Linked DNA regions of Mus musculus: all the other regions are linked to region 2. A link is a contact called in public HiChIP or PLAC-seq and promoter capture Hi-C data. All regions are on one chromosome and are shown on one strand. Each heading gives the region's core, a stretch centred on a gene start, on an enhancer-like site or on the middle of the called end of the contact. The rest is flanking DNA. Distances are from core to core; before and after follow the strand shown. Region 1 holds the start of Kti12 (KTI12 homolog, chromatin associated). Region 2 holds the start of Ttc39aos1 (Ttc39a opposite strand RNA 1). Region 3 holds the start of Rab3b (RAB3B, member RAS oncogene family).

The links. HiChIP or PLAC-seq counts read pairs in DNA pulled down with a chosen protein or histone mark. Capture Hi-C pulls out chosen DNA fragments and counts their contacts.
Region 1: a contact with region 2 is called in an H3K4me3 HiChIP or PLAC-seq map of embryonic stem cells, with 9 read pairs. The contact joins the promoter of Kti12 here to the promoter of Ttc39aos1 in region 2. A contact is called at or near these places in 8 of 39 promoter capture datasets (the 3T3-L1 cell line, the HPC-7 cell line, the SN4741 cell line and 4 more), 2 of 115 datasets of contacts at active chromatin or transcription factors (embryonic stem cells and large pre-B cells) and 2 of 9 other capture datasets (adipose tissue and pancreatic islet).
Region 3: a contact with region 2 is called in a promoter capture Hi-C map of adipose tissue, with 2.3 times the contacts expected there. The contact joins the promoter of Rab3b here to the promoter of Ttc39aos1 in region 2. A contact is called at or near these places in 6 of 39 promoter capture datasets (embryonic stem cells, hippocampal neurons, liver and 2 more), 1 of 15 datasets of contacts at CTCF or cohesin (large pre-B cells), 2 of 484 Hi-C or Micro-C datasets (embryonic fibroblasts and embryonic stem cells) and 1 of 9 other capture datasets (adipose tissue).

Annotation. Positions count from the first base shown.
Region 1 is chr4:108,846,569-108,850,060 of GRCm38.p6, reverse strand. Kti12 (KTI12 homolog, chromatin associated) reads right to left here and starts at 2,204. Exons shown (of 1, transcript NM_029571.2): 1 at 649-2,204. The coding sequence starts at 2,170. The coding sequence ends at 1,115. The region is part of intron 2 of Txndc12 (thioredoxin domain containing 12 (endoplasmic reticulum)); the gene reads right to left.
Region 2 is chr4:109,404,622-109,407,747 of GRCm38.p6, reverse strand. Ttc39aos1 (Ttc39a opposite strand RNA 1) reads left to right here and starts at 1,491. Exons shown (of 4, transcript NR_131195.1): 1 at 1,491-2,022. It overlaps Ttc39a (tetratricopeptide repeat domain 39A), which reads right to left and starts at 648. Exons shown (of 18, transcript NM_153392.2): 1 at 539-648. The coding sequence starts at 576.
Region 3 is chr4:108,877,644-108,880,804 of GRCm38.p6, reverse strand. Rab3b (RAB3B, member RAS oncogene family) reads right to left here and starts at 1,735. Exons shown (of 5, transcript NM_023537.5): 1 at 1,587-1,735.

The DNA of each region.
Region 1 (3,492 bases), core at 955-3,454, 560 kb after region 2:
CCAGAGGTCCTAAGTTCAAATCCCAGCAACCACATGGTGACTCACAAACATCTGGAATAGGATCTGATGCCCTCTTCTGGTGTGCCTGAAGACAGCGACAGCATACTCATACATAAAATAAATAAATCTTTAAAAAAAGGAAAAAAAGAAAAGGAAAGCAAATCTAAATTATTTTTTTGACACAAATATAATTTGGAATATGTTTGTTAACTCTTTACAAGTAGCAAGAAACTTCCAAGGTCTAGAAAGTCTAAAAAGTTGCATTTTGTTCCTTAGCAGACTATTCTACAGTGATATTTCAAATAGTAACTTTTCTAAAGCTCTTCCTCAAACACCTCCTAGCCACTGGTCAACAGTCAGTAATAACCCTGCACAGGTTATTCTGGGATGGCTGGCATTCATCCTGCTAAGCATGTTTGCACTTCACACAGCTGCCAAGTCTGAAGAACTATATGGATAATGAAAATCCAATACTGTTTGCTACCAACAAAACTAAGAGTAATGTTTGCCTTAGAATATTCAATAAACATGCAAGGTGCTACAATATATAGGCCAAGCAATCAAGCCTCTCATATAAAGATACTACATGTACATATAAAATACTAAGTTGCAGAGGAAACAGTAAACTACATCAAGAGACCAGCAGGTAATTTTAGAAGATTTTATTAGAGAAAATATCTGGTGGTTGTCTTACACAAATATCAGTTTCCCAGGGACAGAACAAAAGATATATATATCTGTGTTCCAAGTGCCAGGTCAGAAGCAAGAGGCTCTGTGCTCAAAAGTACTTGGAGTATGAAAAGGCCATTATGAATACAAAACTGTTATCTTCGGTTTCTACTCACAGTTGACTTAATCCCGATGGAAGGCCAACAGTGGTGTGTAGTATTCCTAAGTAGACTCCAACCGAAGCCCCCTGGTGTTTTTGGAGCTACCACTCAATGCCTCAGCTTATGCTAACTACACACTCAGGGTATGGCAGTGGCAGTTAAGAAAACGAGTCAAAACTTGGCCATCTTACTACAGTATGCTTTGCAGACCTTCGGACTATTCTTCCTAAACAAAGTACAGTAGAATAGTCAGACACGAGCCACAGCTGCTGCCCACTACCTCATTAGTGCAAACTCTGGTTCAGATACTGAAGAAACATGTTGGCCAATTGAGGCAGATTCTCGTTATTGGGATGCATTTTGGTGTAGGAAATAAACTGGCGACGGAGGCGACTCAATTCTGCTAAGGTCAAGGGTCGGGTAAATCGGAGGGGCTCCGTGGTGCCAGGGAGCTTTAGGAAGTCTCCGGGCACAGCGCTCTTCTGGGCTTCCATCACAGCGGTCAACACCTGGCTTGTGGCCTGATCCAACTGGTGCAGAAAGCTGCCAGAGGCTAGAGGCTGAGACTGCGTAGACTGATGGGGCGGGGGAGCCCGATTCTCAAACAAGGCAGACCGGATCTCCGCGAGGGGCAATGGCTCTTCTAAACCCACCACAGTGAACAAGGGGCGATCCCAGCGGTTCCGGGAGTCGGGAGACTCAAAGCGCAGCGCTAAGGACTCCAGAACCTCGGGAGGAAAGGCACAGGACGCAGGCTCTGCAGATTTCTCGGACCCCGGGGTCATTACAGCGGAAGGGTTTGATGGCAGGATTTCCTCTGGATCCAGTTCCTTTGAGACAGCGGCCAGAACTCCCCCGTTGGCTACGGGGCTGGTGGCGCGCTGTTCCTCCACAGCGCCAGCCGCCTGAGACTTCCCGCCGGTCTCGGCCCGCGGTCTCCAGCTCACGCTGACAGCCAGGTCCCGGTTCTCGGAGGCGGAAGCCTCCCGAAGCTCGCGGCTCGGCCAGTTCGGCCGCACGCAGTAAAGTAAGCAGAGCGGCGTGCGCGCGGCCCGGGCGAGGCAGTACAGCTCGTAGCGGAAGCCCTTGATGTAGTTCACCGAGTCCAGGATGACCACGTCCTGCCGGCTCAGGCGCCGCTCCACCGCAGCCCGCAGCGCAGCCCGCAGAGCCTTCTCACCAGCGGAGTCGCCGTACACAGTCGGGTCCTGCGCGCCCAGCACCGAAGCATCGTCCACCACATACACCGCGCGGCCCTCGCTGGCCAGCGCCCGACGGAGCTCCTCCGTCCGCTGGCTCTTGCCGCTGGACGGCAGCCCGCAAACCACGACGAGCGGCATGATCTCCAGGGGCATCCATGTGCGGATGTTTGGCGTCAACTTCCGGCAGGAACCGGAAGAGAAAACCGAGCTTCCTGTTCCCTTACACTCTTACGGGACCTTTTGTTTCTATGGGAAACCGGAACTCTAACCAACCAGATCAAGGACCAACATTCTCAGAAAGGAGACGCAAAGATTAGAATGGCGTTAGTTATTTACACCAAACGTTAAAGGCCTCAACAGGATAAGATTACCCTCCGTCAAAGAGGGTATTTATTAAATGGGATTTAATGGGCATTCAACGAAATTACTAGCACCACATTTAGCATACAGAAGGCAAATTACAAATGATGTTTCTCTATTCAGGACTTCTCTTACACCTAGTAGCTCTTAGTAAATGTTTATTCATAACAACTATTTCAGTCGTCAACATCCTTTCATGGTTGGGGTCAGAGATGAATAAAAACTGTTCCCCTAGGAAAATCAAGGTTCAAAAAAACAATATATATATGGAAAAAAGGAAAAAAAAATCAAGGTTCGTATCAGGAAGCATTAAGTGTCCACGCAAAGTAAACACTTTTATGGGTAGCTGTACTTTAGTGTGAAGAACAGAAGTGAAAAAGCTGCCCGGAAACCTCCTTGAAGACTTGATTGATGCTTGAATTTGTTTCTATTTGTTTGGTAGAGAGGGCTGCTGGGCTAGAACCTTGTGAATGCTCTATGCCTCAGCACTATACCCTCGGAGCGAACTTGATTTTGAACTTGAAAGAATAATTGAAATTTCCATCGTGGATAGAGTCGCCAAATACAATGAAGATTTTCCAATTAAATCTGATTTTGAGATTTTTAAAAAGTTGCATAAGTTACATGGGCATATTTAATTTTCCTTTGTGTGAAATTTAAATTTAGCTGGGTATCTTTTTTTAATTAAACTTGGCAATCCTCCTGCAGAAAGCTTGAGTTGAGACCCCCGTGTCATGAGACTTAGGATCTGTTTTACAACAGCAAGCACAAGTGTGATAGGTACAGAAGTATAAATGTGAGTATGTGTGTGACAGGAGTATGATATAATATAGGACACACATGCTGGAGTAGAGTAAGTCTCTAATACAGTACAGGAGACACATGAAAGTCCACTTAATGGTTGTTTAAAGACTGGGAAGTGGGGCTGGTGAGATGGCTCAGTGGGTAAGAGCACCCGACTGCTCTTCCGAAGGTCCGGAGTTCAAATCCCAGCAACCACATGGTGGCTCACAACCATCCGTAACGAGATCTGACTCCCTCTTCTGGAGTGTCTGAAGACAGCTACAGTGTACTTACATATAATAAATAAATCTTTAAAA
Region 2 (3,126 bases), core at 242-2,741:
CTATCTCCAGACAGCAACTGGCAGTGCCCGGGATCAACCTAGGGGGTCTGACTGTGACTTTGGAGGGGTGGGGGTGGGGCTGGCCAAGACAGCCATGTTGATAGTGACAGCACCCACCTTGACAACCTAGGTTCCTGGTACACCCAATACCCTGGGCCCGAGCACACTTAGAGCCCTTCAAATACCCCAAATATCCCTAAAGGGGATGTCACCAGACAGAGCTGTGTTCAAATCTCACTTTCCACTCTTACCTCCTGGATAATCAAAGTCACTTAAGAGCTATGCCTCAGTTTTCTCATCTGTAAAGAAGGGTGATCGTAACAAGGCCCACCCCATGGGTATAGACTCCATGAGGAGGGAGAGAAAGTTGGGACCCAGAAGGCCTGTGACTGAGCCAGGGTCCCCAGGAGGCAGCGGGGCGCGGGCTGCAGGCTGCGCAGCGGCTGGAGCCGCAGTGCGGTCCCGGGGCTCCTCCTAGGAGGCCCCCGCAGCGTTCGCCCTGCACGGCCCGCGCCCCGAGGCGGCCTCCGCCACTCACCCCGCCGGCAGGTCGCCCGGGCCGCTGGCCGTGGTCATCGCTGCGCGCGCCGGACGCCAGGCGCAGCCCAGGTGCTGCGGCCGGATCCCAGCGACGCGGCGGCCGGGGAGGGGCGCGCCGGGGGGCGGGGAAGGCGACGGGGCCGGGCCGGTCTCGGGCTGCCCACCCGCGCAGTGGGACCATGGCCGCGCCCGCGCAGCGCAGCGCCCGCCCCTGGCGCTGGCCAGGTGGGACCCGGGCGCTCAAGGTCGGCACAGCCTGGCCTTGGAGCATCGGCGCAGACATGGACCGGAGCTGCCAACACCTCCACCCACTCGGGCTGGGAAATTCTCCACCTTCCCTAGGCCTCAGCTCCCGGCCCCACACCTGAGATCTCGCGGTCCAGCCTCACTGCCGGGCCATGTTAGCGGAGAAAGCCTAGCTTCTGCAGACAGGCGTGGACATTCATTCTAACCGCTTGCCCAAACGGGGCCAGTGTTTTGCAAGAGACCAGAAGGCGGGAAAGCGGGCGGGTTAGCACGCACCGCTAGCAGGCAGCTCACACTCTCCTTCTCAAACAATCCCTAAAATTGCCATTTTTTTTTTTTTCAGATGCGAAAACTCGAGCGGTTGAGTTCATGTGACCTGTGTAGAGCCACTCTACAGTAAGTGGCCAGCAGGAACTGCAACTTAGCCCTCCTAACTCCAAAGCTCACACTCAGCCCCTTCTCCCTTTGGCCCCCTCCTCTCTCACTTCCAGAGTGAGTGGTCCATCCCCCAGATGCCCACTTTGCACTTAGACCTGAGACAGGTTCCGAAGAAGCCCACATGATCTTCTAGCAGAGAGCCCTGGCCCATTAAGAGTTAACCGGCCACTACCTCTGGGCCCCAGATGCTCTGGTGACTCATCATAACACGTGGCTGCCATTAGATTAGAGCTGTCCCTTTAGAAAGGCAAGGGACAGGAGGAGGGATTGGCCCTGAGCTCCAGGATGTCAGAAGAGGAAGCAAAAAAGAGCAGCCTGCAAATGCAGCCATGGTGGGAAGGACTTGGATCAGATCCCAGAGGAGCCAGGCAACTTGAGTTTAGGAATAGGGAGAAATGTCTGGGGGATTGCTGCTCTCATCAAGATAACTGCCTGGAAAGACTGTGAGTTGTTTGTTGTTCTTTTTAAAAATATTTTTATGTGTATTAGAGTTTTGCCTGCAGCTATGCCAGAGTGAAAGTGACACATCCCCTGGAGCTGGAGTTACAGACATTGTGAGGCGCCATGTAGGTGCTGGGAATTGAACCTCTGTCCTCTGGAAGAGCAGCCAATGCTCTTGACTGCTGAGCTATTTCCCAGGATGTCCTTATGCTGCTCTGTGTGAGCAGAGGCCAGGCACTGCTATGTGGAAACTATCCCAACTTTGGTAGCCTCACATATGGGCTTGAAAAGACGATGATGGGAACCTGACCACAACAGCATGTACCAGCAACCATTATTTAAGGAACCCAGACGAGGGTGAGTATGTTGGGGAAGGGGGAAGGGGGGGGGAAGGGTCTGTCCGGAGCAGATGGGAGCTGAGCCTTGAGAAGTGCGTTAATGAAGCTGGGAGCAGGTGTGCTCCATGAGGGACCAATATAGACAAAGGCACAGGAGTGGGTAAGGGCACACTGATGAATGCTGGGGTCTGTGGTTCTGAAGAGAACAGTGTAGAGACGAGTGAGTCCTAGGTGATGAGGCTGAAGCCTGTCGCACGCCCCACACAGTCATGTCCTCGGGCATTTGTACATGCTGTTTCTTTTGCCTAGGACACACACTCCTTCCTGGTCACATAATTCATCCATGGAACCAGGGATGGAGCCAACAGCTTATCACTGAAAGGTCTCTCTTCAAAAGAAAAAACAGTCCTTCACAACACTACACACTTGTAACACGTGGGAGGTAGAGGCAGAAGGTGCAGGAGCTCAAAGTTATCCTTAGCTAAGGCTAAGGGCTTCCAGGCTAGCTAGGCTATATGAGAAATGGACAGACAGGGACTGGAGAGATGACTCAGTGGTTAAGAGCACTGGCTGCTCTTACAAAGGTCCTGAGTTCAAATTGCAGCAACCACATGGTGGCTCACAACCACCCGTAATGAGATCTGATGCCCCCTTCTGGTGCTGTCTGAAGACAGCTACAGTGTACTTAGGTATAATAATAAATAAATCTCTGGGCCAGAGTGAGCAGGGCCAACCGGAGCTAGCGGGGCCAATTGGAGTGAGCAGAGGTCCTAAATTCAATACTCAACAACCACATGAAGGCTCACAACCATCTGTACAGCTACAGTGTACTCACATACATAAAATAAATAAATAAATAAATAAATCCTTTAAAAAAAGAAATGGACAGACAGCATGAAAGGTAGCACGGGGGATAGGTAGACACAACAGATTGCTAAAGTAAAAAAATTCAGGGCCTTGTTGGAATGACAGAAGAGGCCAGGTAAGTGGTCCTGAAGCAACTAAGCTCCATTAGTTCTGATTCTACTTAGCCTGGCTAAAAAAAATTCTATTTTTATTAAGAACTTGTATCAGTTCAGATGTCACCTCTCCCAGGAAGTTCCTGGCTGGGTCCCAGACTCTC
Region 3 (3,161 bases), core at 486-2,985, 530 kb after region 2:
TTATTTTTTTATTCCTTTAGACTTAGTTGTTTTTAATGTGTATGAATGTCTTGCCTACGTTTCTGTATGTACACACACCACACTAGTGCCTGGTGCCTGTAAGGGTCAGAAGAGGGAGTCAGATTCCCCCCAGAACTGCAGGTAGGGTGGTTGTGAACCACATGCTGCTCCTGAGAACTGAACCCTTGTCTACAAGAGCAACAAGTGCTCCTGAATGATGAGCCATCTCTCCAGCCATCTCTCCAGCCCAGCCTATTTGTTCGTTTGTTTGTTTGTTTGAGACCGTCACATTTCAAGCTCCAGGGGTTCACCATGTCTCTGTCCCTACAGCTAGAGTTACAGGCACAGAGATGATGGCAGCCTCTTCCACACTGAGGATGTGAATCTAGGTCCTCATATCTGCGAAGCAAGCACACTCCTCTTCTTCTGTTTGGGGATGCAGAAGGGATGTGCTCTATCTGCTTGCATGAGGGCGCACACACACACACAAACACACACACACACACACACACACACACACACACGCGTGCGCGCGCACGCACACACACACACACACTCACTTATTTCGTTTACAGTCTACAGCTTTCCTGTGGATTCTGGGAAGGTGGGATGGAGAAATCCACTTTCACTCCACACCTCTTTTGGCTTCTAGAGGTTGTCATCCTGCCCTCTCAAAGTCTCTTCCACATTTGACACCAAGATAGAATTGCATGTGGATGAATTTTTCTGTTCACTATTCTCTTCTTGCCCATGGCTCCAGTTGGCATTGTAGTCTTGTCCAGTGTTTGCTGTCCTCATGCTGTCAGGAGCCAAGACTCGGCTAGTGCCAAGGTTGTACTCAACCCTCACCTCACACCCATCATCCCTGCAATTTCACTCTCCAAGTTCCCTCAAGGTTTCTCTGCTTCCAGCTACAAGACCCTGCTCCATTCCAGCGCCATTTCCTCCATCCTGACCAGAACTTAGGTGTCCCTCGCCCACAAGCAGGGTCAAGACCCACTCCCCTACCTAGTTCCCGCCCCTTTCTGCGGGGCGGAGTAGACTCAGCTGGCTCCCCACATTTCCCTTCTTCCAAGCTCATCCCCTCCAAGCCCCAACCCTATGTCTCCATCCCTTGAGACCCCTTCGCGGGTACCAGCGGGGCTCGGTTCTACACCCTTTCACTCCCAGCTAACCACACTCACGTCCCGGAAGTTCTCAATCCCACCAGACACCCGTTCCTGCTCTGCGCCCCTTCCTTTCAGCCCTTGCTCTTCTGCTCGTCTCAAAGCCCCTCGAGCCCACCCAGCTCTCCGCCTTCACGCCCCCTTTCGCCTGCCTCCCCTCCATCCTTTCAGCATCCCTCTGCTGCCCTAAGATGTACCCAGCCACCCCTTACTGCCTGTAGTAGCTGCTCATCTGCCCCCAGCCCCAATGGTCGCTGCTTCCCGGCGGACCTGTGCGGAGTGCGAGCCAGCACTCCTGCTTTGCTGCGGTGCGGGTCCCTGGCGGCCTCTCGCAGCCCCTCTCTGAGTCCCCTAGGCTGCCTTGCACTCGGTCCCCGGCTCCCAGGCAGTGCGGAGCCCGGTCGAGGCCGCGCCCCTTACCTCGGATAAGAGCTGGCTCACGGACAGTGCAGCCGGACTGTTGCACTTGGCGATAGTGGGTGAGAGGCAGGCGAGGCGGGTCTGGTTCCCACCTCGGCTACGGAGGGCTGAGGCTCTGGCTGAAGATGGGTTGGGTTCCCGCTGGGTCCAAGCCCCGCCCCTGGGCGGAACCCATGTAAGATCCGCCCCGCCCCTGCGTTCTGGGCTGGTGTAAGGAACCTACAATTTCTTGGGAGCCTTACACCCTATATATCTGGGTGACTTTTATAATCTGCCCACATTCTATAGTTTGCACCTACAGGGTGCTCAGAGGTCTTTGGTGATAATGTAGATGATGATGGCGTCAAGTTTTGCTCTTTCCAAATGCTTTACTCCATTCTCATAAACTCTCAAGGAGGGAGCACAACCTGTCCACAAGTGAAAAATGAGCTAGGAAGCTGGCTATCACCGTCTGCCCCACTCATCACCTCTTCATGGTCCTTGTCGTCTGAGACTGGTAATCCCATCTGAACAAATCCAATCTTCTTCTAGGTTTCCTTTTCTCTGCATAAAGTATCCTGGTTCAGGACTCATGGGACTAATGCAAGAATTCTAATTCCTGCCTTCTTTCCAGCCTCTATACCAGTGACCTGAGGAACCTTTTGAAATGATTTCGACCTTGTTAAGATAACACTCACTGCTTCTCCATGACCAGCAGTAGCATGGAGTTTGCCAACTGGAGTGGTAAATGTTCTTGTCTGAGCCTTAGCAGACCCCAGATCTTCCAGGAGTGGTAGGTCACCTTCAAATTCTTATATGGATTTCACCTTCCATTGTCCTGAGGTCACTGGCCTGACATTTGGGTCTGGAGTTATTATTCTTTTCTTTCTTCCTTTTAATGATTTTTTATTTCATGTGCATTGGTATTTTGCCTGCGCGGATGTCTGTGTGAGGGTGTAGGATCCCTGGAACTGGAGTTACAGACAATTGTGAGCTGTCATGTGAGTGCTAGGATTTGAACCCAGGTCCTCTGGAAGACCAGCCAGTGCTCTTACCCACTGAGCCATCGCTCCAGCTCCTCTTTGTTCTTTTCTATAGTCATCCCCACCCCAGGTCATAGAAGTACGAGTCAGATAAGAAGTCCAGATTTTTCTCAGTTCCGTTATGACTTGTCTAAGATGTTTCTTTCCAGCCTCTCTGCCTCAGCATCAGAGTCCTAATCCTTACAATGTTCGCTAGAGCTGCTTATCAGCCCCTTTAGTCAGGTCCGCGCTGCCCATTTGACTTTCAGCTTCCCCTGTGCTCCCTCTAGAACCCTGGTTCCACCCTCTGCATCTTTAGAATGCTCAGGTTACCTCTTTATCTTTACCGAAACCTTATCCTCCCCCGGGACACTGCTTCCATGGTAGCCCTCTGCAGAAAGGCTCTTCATTTTCTTAACCTCCATGTATCATAACACCAGGAGGTGGGCAGCATTGTCACGCCCACCCTCATACAAAGATTTGCTCTCCTTTGCCCGCGAGCCATATCACAGCCTATGGCTCCTCCACACTGTTCCTCGTGCTCTGAGGAGTTCCTGGGGTACCAGCCCCTTCA